Regions from separate parts of the Patagioenas fasciata genome. Here region 1 is linked to region 2. The links are chromatin contacts, called in public Hi-C maps. All regions are on one chromosome and are shown on one strand. Each heading gives the region's core, a stretch centred on a gene start, on an enhancer-like site or on the middle of the called end of the contact. The rest is flanking DNA. Distances are from core to core; before and after follow the strand shown. Region 1 holds the start of ABTB1 (ankyrin repeat and BTB domain containing 1). Region 2 holds the start of SEC61A1 (SEC61 translocon subunit alpha 1).

Evidence for each region. Hi-C and Micro-C count contacts between places; a contact is called where the count stands out from the background.
Region 1: a Hi-C map of blood shows a contact between it and region 2, with 2.3 times the contacts expected there. The contact joins the promoter of ABTB1 here to the promoter of SEC61A1 in region 2. A contact is called at or near these places in 2 of 2 Hi-C or Micro-C datasets (blood and liver).

The regions. Positions count from the first base shown.
Region 1 is chr10:2,900,571-2,905,935 of bPatFas1.hap1, forward strand. It overlaps ABTB1 (ankyrin repeat and BTB domain containing 1), which reads right to left and starts at 2,902. Exons shown (of 12, transcript XM_065845559.2): 1 at 2,720-2,902; 2 at 831-893; 3 at 299-354. The coding sequence starts at 2,775. PODXL2 (podocalyxin like 2) reads right to left here. Exons shown (of 8, transcript XM_065845490.2): 8 at 3,702-5,365.
Region 2 is chr10:2,753,427-2,758,633 of bPatFas1.hap1, forward strand. SEC61A1 (SEC61 translocon subunit alpha 1) reads right to left here and starts at 1,777. Exons shown (of 12, transcript XM_065845511.2): 1 at 1,671-1,777; 2 at 165-232. The coding sequence starts at 1,677.

The DNA of each region.
Region 1 (5,365 bases), core at 1,652-4,151, 150 kb after region 2:
AGTACAATTCTTACATCAGCATATTATTAAGAGCAAAGCACCCTGGCAAAACACCAGGTGTGATTTCAGAAAGCCGTCACGTCACAGAAAGCTTCCCTGAAGCAAACTGAAGCAGCAAATGGACTGCAAAGGGACCATGAAAATGTGTCCAGGGCTCCCACTGCAGCCTGAGACCGCTGATCAGATGATTGGTTTTAACAGAAGTAGTTTCCACACGGGACAGCTAGAACACCACACAATTCCTACAGACCAGTACAGAGAAACATATTGCACACTTAACCAGGACACTTTTGCTCACCATTGGCTAGAAGATAGCGTACCAGCTCTTCATGTCCACAGAGGCAAGCATAATACCTGACAATAACAAGAGAAAGAAAATTAAAGATGCAGTAGGAAGGAAAACCCAATGTTTGGGCACACCACAGCATGTAGACCCCACCACCGAGCCAACCCAACAAACTCCAAAGGTGACGCCTCATAGGAGTAAGGAATTTCTAATGAATAGCAGAGAAGTCTGACCCCAGCAATAGACGTTAGAATGTCACAGACTTTGAGGGGGGAAAAAGCCTCATCAGGCCAAAAACAGATGGTTTAATCCAGGCAATCTGGTCACAAAATTAACCACCCTTCTGAGCACTACTACAGCAAGCATCAGTCACATGGGGAGACAAAGACATATTTAGCAAAGCACCCGCAAAGAAGAAAGCAGAAATATATAGGCAAATCTCCCAAAAAGCAGAACCTGAGACGTTTTCTAACAGCGCTCCTAGGTGCTGAGATAGCAAATGAGCTCTGAAAGCCCTTCCCTCCCGCCCACCAGCAGGACTCACAGCGGTGTACTGTCCCATTTATCACGGACATTAATTTCCACGTCTCGCTGTTCAAGAAGGTATCTGGAAGAAAAGGGAGTGCAAAGTTATAACTTCATACAGCTGCTCAGTCACTGTAGTGGTTCAACTCCAACCACTAACGCAGCCACTCACTCACTTCCCCCAGTGGGATGGGGGAGAGAATCAGAGTCAAAGTGAGAAAACTTGCGGGTTGAGATAAAGGCAGTGTAATGGGTAAAGCAGAAGCCGCACACGCAAACAAAGCAAAATGAGGGATTAATTCACCACTTCCCACCGACAGGCAGACGCTCAGCCATCTCCATCAAGCAGGGCTCGATCACACATGATGGTTACTTGGAAAGACAAACACCATCACTCCAAACATCCCCCCCTTCCACCTCCTTCCCCCAGCTTTTAGACTGAGCATGAGTGTGTGGAACATCCCTTGGGCCAGTTGTGCCCCCTCCCAATGTTTCGTGCACCTCCAGCCTCCTGGCTGGTGGGGTGGTGCGAGGAGCTGAAACGGCCCTGACTCTGCGTAAGTGCTGCTCAGCAGTAAGGAAAACATCCCTGCATTATCCACACCAATTCCAGTGCAAATCCAAAGCACGGCCCCATACCAGCTACCAGGAAGAAAACTATCCTGTGCAAAACCAGAACACTCACATCCTCCTCTTTCAAAACAATAACTTTGAGTTTATACAGTAACTTCCAAAGGTATGACAGGATCTTGCATTTGACTCAGGGAGCTGTCGGCTATGGCTGAAGGGGCATCAGCCAAACCCTCTGCCCAAAGAACAGCGTTCTGCAGTTCTGCAGCACAGCTTGGTAGCTCCCTTCAGTTTTAAATAGTGCTCATGGGGAAAGCAGTGGATCAAACCTACCTCCTGCTGATCCCTAACAGGGCAGCAATCACAGAAACAGCCAGAACACTTCACCAGCACCTTCACATTCTCCAGCAATGCTCACAGCCTGGCTGCTCACAAATAAGTGGCCAAGTTTACAAGGCCAAGGCTGGACTCCCCTCCTGCTCATGGCTTTTCTTGCCACAAGTAACGATGCCAGTGTCATTCCAGATTGCTCTTAATTCCTACCACTTCCTTATCCTGCACATCCTGCACACTTAGGCTACATCAAGTGCTGCCAACACTCCCTCTTTAGCACCTGGAGAAGGCGGCCTTCGCCTTGCACACAAATCCCCTGCACAGCCTGGCTCTTGCTACATTCTCTCCCCAAATACTGCAAAACCATCTCTCCTAACCACGTTTAAAAGTCCCTCTCAGCCTTCACAAAGATTCTCAAGTTGGTTTCCTTTTTTCACGCACCACATCAATCCCCCCTTTTGCTCCCTCCAGCTTTCCCATCTCAAACTTCATGTTCCTCTGACCACATTCAAAATCCCAGACAACTCAGAACTGAAAGGCGCAGTAAGGCCTCCCCGGAGCTTCTCTTCTCCAGCTGAACACCCCAGCTCTCTCAGCCTGTCCTCCCAGCAGAGCTGTTCGAGCCTCGGATCATTTCCGCAGCTCCTCTGGCCCCTCTCCAACAGCTCCATGTCTGTCCTGCGCTGAGAGCTCCCGAGATTCCTTGGGGGGAAAAGCCAGGCGCGTTTATTTATAAAGCAACTCTCCTTTTCACACTGCAGTGATCCCCTGGCACCGCGGCTGCCCCGAGAGCTGCGAGAGGCCGCGGGTTGGGCCGCCGGGAAAGGCCGGGAAGGGCCTCTGGGAACCCGGCCCCGGGGTGGCCACAGGACCGTGAAGCGACTGGGCAAGGCCGGGCTGCCCCCGCCGGGCCCGGCCCTGCTCCCCCGGGCGGCTAAAGCGATTAAAGGCAGTGGCTCACTCGGGGGGGGACACCGGGAACCACCCACCCGCCGCTCGGCTCACCGGACGCGGCTCACGTCCCCTTTTTTGCAGCTGGTGAAGAGGTCGCTGGTGTCCATGGCCGGGGCAGGCCGCGGGGCGGCGGCGCCGCATTGACGCGAAGAACGGAGGAGCAGCCGCAGGGGACCGGGCCGGGAGCGGCCGCAGGGGCAGCGGCGGCGGGACGGAAGCGGCGGCGGATGTAAACACCGCGGCGGGGCGGAGCGCCCCCCCGGCCGGCCTGGCCTAGCGGCGCGCCGCGCAGCGCCCCCGCGCGGCCCGGAGGAGCAACTGCCGCCCGAAACCGTCGGACACGCGTGGAACGGGGTGGGTGCAAGGGGTGACACGGGGTCTTCTGGAACGGGCATATGGGGGCTGCTCTGGAACACACCTGGGGGGGGTTCTGGTCGGGAATTTGGATGGGAGGGGCTGGAGCACATGGATGGGCTCTGAACCATGTCCAGTTGGCTGGGGTCCAGCGCTGGAGCAGGGGTGGGATGGTGGGCGCTGGTTGGGGACACCGGTGCTGGGACACACATGGCACAGGGGTGTAAACTGCTCGGGAACAGAGGCTCACGCTCAGCCCCCCTAACAAGGAACAGGGGTCCCAGGCTGGTTCTGCCAGGATGAGGCAGGGGACACCCCACAGGACCAGGACTGTTACCCCACAGGACCAGGACTGTCACCCCACGGGACCAGGACTGTCACCCCACGGGATCGGGACTGTCACCCCACGGGACCGGGACTGTCACCCCACGGGACTGGGACTGTCACCCCATGGGATCAGGACTGTCACCCCACGGGACCAGGACTGTCGCCCCACGGGACCGGGACTGTCACCTCATGAAGAACCAGTTTCTCACAGCTGGCACAGCTCAAGGGTTCTGCAGCAACCTGCAAAGGGAGAATTAAAGGGGTAAGGCTGATCCCACCACCCCGTCGTGGGGACCCGGCCAACACGGCGGACATGAATTCAGATGCAACCAGGCAAAGGACTCTGCTCGGGTCAGTGTTGAGACACCCAGGAGGTGCGTTTTATTGCAAAGAAAACAAAACCACAACCCTGTCGCTTCCAGGGCCAGACACAAGTGTTTCCAAGTGTTCTGGGGCAGCAGCGCCGAGCCGCAGCCAGTTCAGGTCCAGCAGGAACAAGAGTGGTGACAAGAACGGCTGGCAGCCGAGACGAGCCCGTGAGGCTCTAGCGAGCCAGCACGGATGAAGGTGGTTGTCATCTCTGCCTGTTCGAGCTGCCCCAAGCCCTCTGTGAAGGACAGATGTGCTCCTCCAAAGGCGGACGGGAACAGACAAGCTGCCAACAGCACTGGCTGCAGTGGGATCCTGCTGCGATGCTCCCGGGGCATACTGCAGTAATCCATACAAAAAAGTACCTCCGTTTGACACTGCCTCCTTTGCCTGGTGGGATCCTTGAGGTGGGATCTCGAACTGTATTCTCAACCAGCACACCATACTCCACAGCGGTTACCAGGTCACTTCTCGTCCTTTCTTTACACCTCACACACCACGAGGCTGTCTGCAGGTTGCAAAGTCCTAAGCATGTGTTGGACTCTGTGTTACAGATGCTGTTCTAGACATCCAGGAGTCATTTGCAGATTGGACATCTCAGATCACATCTGGCCACCATCCTGCAGAGACTGAGAGCCCCTCTGATCTCGGCCACACCATCGCCACGTTCCCTGGGGCACGGAGCTCCTTGCGCCTGATGCTCTCTCTGAAGAACCACCTCAATTTCAAACCAGAGCCTCTGCTTTCTGTCCGTGCTACCTGGGAGGAAAGGGAGAGGAGGTGGAGGAGAAAATAGATGGAGCTGAGACCTTGTGTTGCTACCCAGGGCCTCTGGAGCAGTGACTCCAGGGAACGTCCCGTCTCATTGCATTGCAGATGGGGATGTCCTCGCACAAACCATCCCTGACATGCCCTCTGCTCACAGGCAAGTCCAGCAGCCCCCATGAATAAAGCAGGTGACATTCCCAAGCAGTGCACAGGAAACCCAGAGCTGAGTGGGAGGGATAAAAAAGTCCTTTTTTCTTCATTTTTTGTCTCCAACTCCCAGCAGCCACCAGGTGTCAGTGCAATCAAACGTTTGGCAGATGGAATTACAGTGAAGTCCTAAGAGGTGGAAAAAGTTTTCCAGGAACCACTTTGTGTCCTGTATCTGCTCCGCCGCCTGGCACACCGCTCCGCGAAGAACAGCTTGGACAGTTTTTTGTTAAAAAGAAGTTTAACTACATTAAGGTGATAGAAAAGCTTCCCGTTACAAACCATACAACAAAAGTTTCTGTTCCTCTTCAAATCCTCCCTCTGCAGAGCTGGAAGCTCAAGCACTGAACAAGAGAGTGAAACGGGCTCTCAGCAGCCTCTCCACAGCTCTCCCAGCCCACAGGTCCCTGGACCAACCCATCTCTGCAAGGCTGGTGGGAGAGGGACAACAGTGCAATCGACTTAACAAGATCAGCCTAGTGCAAAAAACAAATGATACAGAGAAAAAACAAACGGTAAAGGTATTAAAAGTTTCACCAGACTACAATGAAATGCTATTAACCAGTAGATTCCTGGAGCTAAACCGAGATCAAACAGCCAGGTGCACCCTGTCAGAGACAGCAGAAAATCCTTCTCAGCCTCATGACGGCCACCCTTAGACACAGTCGATAT
Region 2 (5,207 bases), core at 527-3,026:
TCACAGGACAGGATGTACTAGACAAGCACTGCACTGAAAACAATTGTGCCTAAAGCTGCCATTCACCCAAGAAGAAAAATAAAAGAAAACCCCACAAATGCAAACTAAGCTGTAAACATTCTATATTACACAAATACAGAATTAGGAAGAGTTTATTAACTTACCTTCCGTTCTGGCTTTTGGATTTCAGGCAAGATAACACAGAAGGGCTTGATTACTTCAAGAAATTTTACTGTAAGGAAATGAGTTAAAAGACAAAGTGAACACACGGATACAAAGAACACGGAGAAAAGCTCAAGGAAAACTGAATTTGAGCACATACTTTAGTCACACATTCTCCTATGAGCACAGATCTGATTTGGAAAAGAATTAATGTTAAACTCCTTGAGCGCAACCTAAGGCTGTATACATATTTGGGACTGATTTGAATTAAAAAGTGTGCAAAGATGCAGAAGAACTGAAACTACTGGTGGCTTTGCACTTCCCTGTTGAGAGCACCCACTTCATTGTCAACTTCCTAAGGCTTTCAGACCCACTCATAAAAATTATTTACTTAATTTCAATCAATTAACTGCCTGAAACGTTACACTGGACTGTGGTTTTAAACTTAAATTGTGGTTCTCTTCTACATCTACCACGATACAGAGATTGACTAAAACGCTTTTCAAGCACCTCTTCCTCAAGGTAGCAGACCCTGGAGATCCATCCACCTGAATTCCTTCTGGACTGCAGATCCCCCTTTATAGTTTACTATTGACACTGTCATTGAGGTTTTGGCTTACAGCATTACGACCGGTCACCAACGGGACAACCTGGCCCTCCCTGCCCCAGTACCCGCTGCCTGGGATGGTTGATCCTGCCCTAGAACACCTGCCATAACCAGGGAATGGGCATTTAAGCTGCCCTGGTGAGACCGCATCTGAAATATTGTGTGCAGTTGTGGCCCCTTAGTTCCAGAAGTACAGGGAACTGCTGGAGAGAGTCCAGCGCAGCCACCAAGATGCTGAAGGGAGTGGAGCATCTCCCGTGTGAGGAAAGGCTGAGGGAGCTGGGGGAGACTGAGGGGTGACCTCATTCATGGGGATCAACATGGAAAGGGTGAGTGTCACGATGATGGAGCCAGGCTCTTCTCAGTGACAACCAATGGTAGGACAAGGGGTAATGGGTTCAAACTGGAACACAGGAGGTTCCACTTAAATTTGAGAAGAAACTTCTTCATGGTGAGGGTGCCAGAGCCTGGTCCAGGCTGCCCAGGGAGGTTGTGGAGTCTCCTTCTCTGCAGACATTCAAACCCGCCTGGACACCTTCCTGTGGAACCTCAGCTGGGTGTTCCTGCTCCATGGGGGGATTGCACTGGATGAGCTTTCCAGGTCCCTTCCAACCCCTGACATTCTGTGATTGTGTGATTTCACTGCAAAAGGGGGAAAATAAAAAAAATCCAGAGGGAGTCTCCAAATCAGAGGAGGGGAAACCCCCACAGGACTGGGCGCGGAGAGGCCTGGGCCCAGATCGGGCGGGCGAGGGCAGCGGCCCCTCAGAGGGGCCTGGAGGCGGCGGGGGGATCGGGAAGACAGGGAGGGCCCGTCCCCAGGTGCCTGTGAAAGGGCAGCCGGTGGCCCCGCCGTCCCGCAGCCCGCGTAGCCCCCTGTCCCCCGGTCCCCGGTACTCACTGCCCATGGCGGCCGCCGGACGGGAGCGCGGAGAGATCGGCGGCCTCGGAGAGACACGTCAGGGCTCGAGCCCGGCCGCCCCCTTCCGCTTCCTGCCACGCGCCGCGCTCGCCGGGCGCAGCCACTGCGCAGGCGCCGTACCCCAGCAACGGCCGCCCTGCGCCCTGCGACTACAACTCCCACCATGCACAGCGGCCAGAGAGACCCACACCCCACGGAGCGCCTCCTGATGCTGATTGGCTCTCCGCAGCCTACACAACCAATCAGATGACGAGATGACGCGCGGCTTGCTGGGAGTTGTAGTTTTGACCCCCCCCCGGCCGCCATCTCATTCAGGTGTTACCAGGAATCGTGACGGTGGTTTAAAAGTTCATGTGAGATAAATACATCAATTAACACTTAAAATGTGTTTTCTGCTTCAGTGTTTTTCTAGAGGGATGTTTTAGGCCTTTCTCTGCAGTAAGAAGCCGCCTGCACCCACAGCAGCGGGTGGTGCAGAGCCTGAGGCTGGTTTAACACACATAAAACATGAAATATCAGTGAAAATGGGAAACATTGTGCCGTGTGTCTCTGTAATCACCTAGGAGCGCCAAAAAGTCAAAAGTGCTCACGTTCACTTAGTGTTGTTTTTTTTCCTGGCCTTTATAGACGGACTTAGCACTGCTCTGTAAAGTAGAGATAAACGGCAGTTAGAGAAAAGCAAATAAAAGTGTTAATGCGAAACAATTAGTCAGCCTTTGTCTCTATGAAACCCGTAATGGCTTCACAAAACTCCCTGTTATTTTCTAGGTACTTAGGTATGCGTTGTTTGATTGTTTGATTCCTGCTTTCCTGAGATTAGCTTTAAAAGACCAATCCTAATTCCTATTCATCTTCCTGTTGGTTTTGTTTTGGTTTTGGGTTTGTTTGGTTGGTTTTTAATTGGTGGACAGCATATTTGCCCTTCTCCAGGCTTCTGGAACCCTGTGTCTCCTCAAAGAGTTACTGAAGACATCTACAATGGGTCTGATGATGGTTTACTTGTCCAGAGCAGCTTCATTTTAACCATCCAGCGTAACAAAACCGCTTTTAACTCGCCCATTTCTAATTAGATATAAAGCAACTGCTTTCCAACCAACATACTGTGTCGCAGCGTTGATTTGATGTTTCTTTTTACGAAGGAAAAAGGAGGCGCTCTGGCTGATGTTCCACCAGGTCTCGTAGCATCTGTGAGCTGGGATCGCTAGAGGGCACTACAGATCTATTTGTACATGCGTATAATACACATGTGTCTATATATACACTCGTATACGTATGCACACGAACGTTCGCCTTACAAAGCAGGGCTGGTTCATATTTGTAGGATCCTGTAAAAGCACCGGGGCTTTGTGCTCTGCTCTGTGTAACCGCACGTTCGTGCGCAGTCAAGACTTTTGCGGTACAACCTCTGCCTGTCTAACCACGAGCGGTAAAGAAGGGCAGCTTTGCTTCTTCTGCCTGCATGAAATGCCCGCAACTGTGGAGGCAAGTTTTGTCACTGTCACTATTTAATAGTTATGGTGCGTCCGTCCCATTCAGGACCAGAAGTCCGTGTGCAGAGTGTGATACAGACACTCTCCACAGTCCTGCAATGGGAGATGCCATGTGAAAAGGTCTTTCTATGCAACTGAAACAAATAAATAAGTGACTTAATTATTTTTTCCTAGCCCATGAAGTTTCCTGCGTAGAAGGGGCATTTAAAAATCTACATTTCTTCTAGCTCAGCTGATTCCCAGTTGAAAAAAGACATTCTAAAAGATGAAACCTGCAGTTTCTATAAGGCACAAAATTCATCTCTCCTAAGTTCAGTTGGGTAAGAAATGCAAAATTTTGTCCGTCCCTGAAGATCACAACTGTGAGTATTTGTAAAACAATTCTAAAATGAGACACCCAAACCACTGATGAAGTAGAATTGCCCTAGATACATCAAAAGAAGTAAGCGTAAGTCCAATATTGCAATGCACAAAAGAATTTCCAACATCACTATCCGGACATAAGAGGTTAACTGAACATTTCTGTACTGCTTTGCATGAAATGTTTTGAATCCCGAACTCCTGTTATGACTCACACCCCTATTTCTCCAACTTGTTCACCCAGGCGCTCCCAGAACATCACTTTATTCTGTGTATTTATGGCAATATTTAATAAGGTAACTAAAACACTTTATAATACTGGAACTTTAATCAGCCATGCTCGTAGCTGGCAGTATTACAGCAGCGCTTTCTCAATAACCAGGGTCCTGATTTCTGGTTCTGATAAGTCAGACCTCCTATATAACACACACTTTGTGTAACACAAAAAGCCAGTGGATAAACCCTGAATCTTATCAAAGAACAACAACTAAACTTAAAGAGAACCAGCATTTCAAGTGAAGCCTCAATATTTAAAGTAGAAACAAAAATGCAACATGTAGTTTTGCAATGACAGCAAAAAAGCTCTGCAATAAGGCCACCTTCTATTTGTTAAAATGTGCCACGAGGGGACCAAATTATGGCCAGTTATGGTAAAATTACACTGATCGGCAAACAAGGCCAGGCAGATACTTGCCACTGTCAGTATGTGCAAAATGGGTGGTTGAAACATATGCGAGAATGAAGAGGTCTCTCTTTAACTTCTAATGCTTCCCACGTGTTCTCTCGCTGCCCTGCCTAAGGTTTTTTAAGTTTCCAACATATTTTTTTAATGTAAACACCTCCCCCAATGGTTATTTTTCATGCCCTGGTTGTTTTACTGTGTCTTATCTAACTGGATTATGTAGAAAACTATAATAGATCTACCTGACCCAAACATGTTCATATTTCTAGGGATTAAGAAGTAGCTCTCATTTGTATGATCTGGTTTTTAATCATCAAACAATTGACCTGGAACCATTGTTTAGAGAAAAAAAAGCCCCAAGCAACAGTGTGGGGAACACGAAGGAAAAAAGTGCTTGTCTTGGAAATATTGATGCCAAGTTCCCCAAAGTGCCTATAGGCCAGTAACAAGATGCATATAGTTCTGATAATGGGCTCATTCACATAAAAATCACTGCCAGCTTGATTGTAACAATCAGATATGGAATCTGGCCAGGACTAGAAATCTTTGCTATGAACCTTCTGAGAGCCTTTACACCTTTGCAGAGATGGCTTTTGGCACAGAGCATTCATTTAATGAGAATTTGATGAGGCGTTAGCAAAAGTACCTTTCCTGCTAAAAACATATTGCACTTCTATTAGGGAGTGGAAAAGTACCATCAAGAGGAGGCTGGCTGGTTTTCCAGCCATCAAATCTTAAGTGATTCTGGATCCCTTTGGTCCGTTTGGAATGTTCTGACAGTGGTCAAAAAAATAAGCGTGTTTTTCAAGTCAATGTTTGGATATTAAATCTGAATAAACTCATGCACTCAATGGCACACAGTGACGCTCCTCTTTTGTACCTGAGCATGTCCTGGTGTGCACACAGAGTGGGGGCTGAGCTTTCCTTGTGACTGCATAACTTTTCCATGCAAATGAAACATCTAATGCGTTAACATTTTTGCAT